2 separate regions of the Lactuca sativa genome follow, and region 2 is linked to region 1. A link is a contact called in public Hi-C data. All regions are on one chromosome and are shown on one strand. The core of a region is the stretch at or near the end of the contact, and the rest is flanking DNA. Distances in the headings are between cores, read along the strand shown.

Region 1 (2,700 bases), core at 175-2,674:
TAAGGGCATAATGTGAGGGTTTTTTTTTTTTTTTTTTTTTTTTTTTTTTTTTTTTTTTGTCTAAATGGTCACTGCCGCATGGTGAACCGACATTACAGATTGACAATGATTAAAAAAGCAGGTCGTATCATAGTTTAGAGACTCATAAAGCTCGACAAAAACTTTAGGGACTGAATCGATCAACCCTAAAAACTTTGTAGGTCATTTGTGTCATTTCCCTTAAAATTAATTAATGTGATGTGACATTTAATAGGTAAAATTTAAATAAAAAGAGAAAAAAATCACAAAAACGGCAAGCGGAAAAAATAATTCGAAATTTTTTAGAAAAATAACACATGTCAAATTCAATGAAAAGCTGACATTTGACAAAAATAATATTTATTTATTATGATAGATTTTATTTTATTTTCATTCATGTAGAAAGAAAATTAGTGACTAATACTACATTGGCTTGGCTGGATGTTCAAGTGGTGTGGTATCCCCCACCTACTTTCGACACGGTTCATGACATCTTATGCTTTGCGGTGCAGTGGGGTCAATGCCATAAGAAAAGAAAAAATCTTCTCTCTATTGTTTATGGCTCCATGTGGAGTATTTGGAGAGCTAGGAACAATTTGATCTTCAATAATGTGTCATCTCCAATTCTAAAACGGTGGAGCCGATCATCTCTATGGTCTTCAATTGGATGAAGTTTAGGGGTAGATTAGGTGATTGTAATTGCTCCAGTTGGTGTTGTTCTCCTTTCAGTATTTTGTAATTTCTTTCTTTGCATTATTGTTGTTCTCCTTTCAGTATTTTGTAATTTTCTTCTTTGTCGTCCCTTGCTTGTTGGGTAGTGGCTTCGTTTTTCAATAATATTCCGTAGTTTCCAAAAAAAAAGACTAATACTCCATTGGATTCCAAATAAACGGTTTAAATTACATTTTTTTTAAGAAAATAAAAAATTCAATAATAAATTCTAGCCTAACGGTATCGGGTGGGGACAAAGCTTATCTAGGGGGGGGGGGGCTGTGGCTTCCCTTGATTTTTTGTTAGAAGTAACCCCTATATATTAATTTTATACATATTAGGTCAAAAAATATAAAAGTTTCGCTGTGACTCCCTTGCTCACTGATTTTTATGCATATTATATTTCTGGCCCTCCAAATAAAATGTTGAAGCTCTGCCCCAGGTATCGAATGTTGTTCTCCCTCCTAGAGATTGAGGGTTCAAGTCTCATTGAAGACATAAGTTAAATTAAAAATAGTTAAAGTAGATTTGACGTTCTAAAAAAACATATATAAAGAAAAAACTTTTATAACTAAAAAGAAAAAGTAAAAATCGAGTATTGGCTTTGGAGTGTGCGAGTATGTGTTTTTACCGTCCTTCCTGTACCCTAAATAACGGCTTTTTTTACAGAATTTCTGCCAAATATTTACAGGAATCAGACAACTTTTCATTTCCATTTGTTTCTTTCTTGAATCTTGATCCCCTTTCAAGCTCCTTGAATTTCACACCAAGTGTTTAATTCCATCCCACAAACCCTAACTCCTGCTTCAATCCAAGCCCTAATAAGTGATTTCACAGAATCCTTAGGTTAAGGTAGTCTTTCGCTTTCAATTGTTGTTCTTCTAGCAAAAAATTTCAAATCAATCGCTTGACTGTCATTTCACTCATACCTAATCATTCTATTGATTGCGTCTTCGAGTCTTTTGCTTACTACATTGCGATTTCATTTCGTCATCCACTCACGCTTATTGTATACTATTTGGTTTTACTTGGTAGGTGTGTGAATTGTGGGAACGAAGTTATCGCTGATCGTGCGGCGATCTCTCTTTCTTTTTTCAATGCGTGTTTCAGATTTCAAGCATAAGTGAATTGACCCTCGGCCAATAAGCATTGTGAAGTCCAAGCTGGAATTGGGAATTCCAGATACCATGTCATTGTTATCCATATGATTGTTTGAAGAAGGAAAGGGGTTTACTCTTTTAGTGGAGATGGCAGACGCAGTAGCTATAATGGAGGCAGCAGGATCCCGATTTAGCGACTTGGAACTCATTGGAAGGGGATCTTTTGGGGATGTCTATAAGGGGTAAGTCTTGGAAATTCATTCTGCAAGTACTGAATTCTCCTTTCATCATATGTTTAATGTACATGTATTAACTAATTAACACTGGAGGATTGACTAGCATGGGTTATTAAAGCATTTCTGTTTATTATAGGACCACAGTAAGAAACAACAGTCGATTGAATTTAAAAAATTGGGAACATTGGAATGTTCCTGCCCAATTGTGACTTCTTGCATATTCATGATTTAGCTAAGGTTTTATAAGTCCATGAAAAAGTTTAGGAGTTGTGGACAATTGGACATATCAGGAGCAAGTTGAATATATTGTATTGAGAGTGTTGAAACTCAAATAGAGCATTCAGTGACATGAAAGCCATGTGGGCTGTGGTTTCATGGCATGAGTGGCATCCTTCATGGGATCATAAAATTAGTACAAATGTAATTTTACCAGGTATTATTGCATCAAATCTAGTATTTAGTTTGGTGAAACTGATATAGGTCATTACTTCTGTATTTAGGTTATCTTGAAAAAGTAACCGTATATTGCTTTTCATTAAGGAAATTTTTCACTAAAGGTGTCCATGAAATACACTCGACTAGGGCCACTCAGTATATCACAGCCCATATGAAATATATTAAATCGGATCATGCAC
Region 2 (2,700 bases), core at 148-2,647, 140 kb before region 1:
CCTCGTTGATCTAATCATTGATTGAAAAGCAAGCTTTGCATGTGATCGATTTTTTTAATAAAATTTTCTATTTTTTTTTTATTTATAAAGTTTACCATCTAGTGATCGATCATTTCTAAAAGCTATGGTATATGAAAAGGAAAAAGGATGGAATCAATGCGTCAAAGCTGAGGGATATATATATTTTTTGTTATTTTACTTGTATTTTCCTAATGAAAGATTTTGATACTGTGTTTGATTAAATAAATCAAAAGAAAACTTTAAACAACATGACGCCGATATCTGTCGATATCCTTGATAGGTTATAACTTATATATAGTCCTAATGAAAGATTTTGATACTGTTTGAGTAAATAAATCAAAAGAAAACTTTAAACAACTTGACATCGATATCTTTGATATGTTATATATAGTCAGTAAGAATGTTATGGAATTATAGCTTTTTCTTGGTGACAACTTGGAAAAGTTAAGTTGCACTCATCATTACTTGGTCTTGTGGGAGCCCAACAGAGGCCATTAAAATGTGGCCATCCATCCAACTTGCATTATCCTTTTGAACTATGCTTTTGTCCTTTTTTTTTCTTTATGTAATTATGTGGAATTTGATATAAACGTATTTTAAAACTATAATGGTTCTTTTTCTTTTTCATTACTCTCATATGGACTTTGTGGCATTCATCATTTACTTGACATTTCATAATCAATCAACTAATGATCCCAAATCCTACTAGTTTTTCAAGGAAGTGATTCGTATACAACATTTTTTTGCCATACACAACAATTCATGCATTATATAGTTGTATAATACAACATTTTAAAACATAAATTATTGTGATGGAGAAAAATTGTTATATACGAATCAGCTAAAATTTTCTTTCTCCAATTCTCTTAATGGAAATTTGTTGTTCAAGGTTTTAACTGTGTTCGCATGGATAACTACAACTTGTTTAAGAACATGGATATTGTTTTGACATGCATAACTAGAAACTTCATAACGATATTCAGGATGACATCCCATCCTTAGGTTTGAAGTTGGGTGTTTGTCAATTATCATAACCTTTTCTTATAATAATGTTACGCAACAAAGTTTCAAGATCTGAATCCATCATTATTAATTATAACTATCAATTCATCTATGAAGAAAGGGTAAAAAAATTGTTAATTCCCAATTATGATCTTTTGTATCTTTTAGAAAGAAGTCACATTTTGATCACAAAATCTAAGGAGTTGGCCACGTTGAAGCTTTATGAATGTGGCAAAACATACGACCCCAGATGACCTTCCCTTTAGGGGAAAACAACAGACCTAATTGGTCCCATTCCCTCAATTCAAGAACTTTCCGATCATATATATGTTTTGTGAATCTGTTCATCCCAATGCATAAACATTAAACCACCATGGAGAATCATCCCCGGCATAAAAGCAATTCCTCCGGCGACAACTTCACTTTTCCGGCGATATCACCAGACATGGAATTAGATTCCGAATTAGCAGACCATTTGTTCTCCAATGGCAAATTCCTCCTCCACACTTTTCCCATTCAGCCAAGAAGCTTCATCCTTTCAAGAACCAGCAGCGTTAGTAGTAGTAAAGATTCGCTCGTGTCATCCCGGAGCAACAGTACTAACAGCCGAACCAGCAGCAGCAGTAGCAGTTGCAGCAGCGCCAGAACAAGCACCAGTGACGCTTCCGCCGGAGTTGCTGTGAAAAGCAAGATCTTCCTTGAAAAAGGAAGTCGGAGCCCTGTTCGCTACTGTAACAATTATCATCATCTTCCCGCTCAAAGGTGGCAGTTCATGGCGCCGGTTCCGATGCTAAACCGCCGGCCTTCCCAGAGAAGAAAAGGTGAAGAGAACAGAATTGGGTCGCCGGAGAAGAAGAAATGCACTCCGAAAAAAGGGTATTGCCGGAAGTTTTTCCGGTGGGTTGTATCAACATGCAAACGTTGTCATGCTATGGAGCCTTAGACTGCTCAATTTTCAATGTTTTTTCCTTCTAATTTTGCTAATTTCATGGTGGATTCAGTGTTTATATCAAAAAGTTTGACTAAGTTAATCCAAACGAGATACATAAACATCTAAAAACGATTAAAAACGACTACTAAACATTACGAAAAACAACGATTACTAAACACATCACTCCAAGAAATTCTCCATAACATCGGTGTACATAGCAGCCTCGGGATTATGTTTATCATGATTCAAATTCTGGCCACCGTCTGGCTGCTTTCCACCACCGAGTCCTTCTTCTGCATTGAATAAAAGCTTCGCGTCATCACTTCTTCCGGTGAGTGCATTAAAGAACGACAGCCCATTAGGCCATTTGATGTCGCTTTCAACATGATCAGAACCCATCATATTTCCCATTTGTGGTTCAGATGAATGAGGAAGAAGGAACATGTGAGTCTCGTCTTTAGGCGCAAACCCTAGTCTTGTAGGATTCTGGAAATTTGGCGATTGCATTGGCTTCTGCGCCGCCCAGTTAAAGGCGGCGGTTGGTGGTGAGTGGATCGGGACTGTTGATTGCTTTAATGGATTTGAAGATGTCGATGCAAATAACTGGGAGAGATAGAAACCAGATTGGTAGCCAAGTGATTCAAAGGTATGTCTCATTCGAAGCACAAAATGAAGGTCTTCAGGTACCTGATCACACATAAACACATACAGATTGGTTTTCATTGGTTAAAGATGATCAAAAATGG

Evidence for each region. Hi-C and Micro-C count contacts between places; a contact is called where the count stands out from the background.
Region 2: a contact with region 1 is called in a Hi-C map of leaf, with 7 times the contacts expected there. The contact joins the promoter of LOC111910157 here to the promoter of LOC111919963 in region 1. A contact is called at or near these places in 4 of 4 Hi-C or Micro-C datasets (bud, leaf and seed).

What each region holds. Positions count from the first base shown.
Region 1 is chr5:281,899,609-281,902,308 of Lsat_Salinas_v11, reverse strand. LOC111919963 reads left to right here and starts at 1,424. Exons shown (of 20, transcript XM_052771695.1): 1 at 1,424-1,581; 2 at 1,765-2,071. The coding sequence starts at 1,977.
Region 2 is chr5:282,036,574-282,039,273 of Lsat_Salinas_v11, reverse strand. It overlaps LOC111910157, which reads left to right and starts at 1,397. Exons shown (of 1, transcript XM_023905933.1): 1 at 1,397-1,966. The coding sequence starts at 1,397. The coding sequence ends at 1,966. LOC111910177 (protein RICE SALT SENSITIVE 3) reads right to left here. Exons shown (of 7, transcript XM_023905952.3): 7 at 1,969-2,641. The coding sequence ends at 2,135.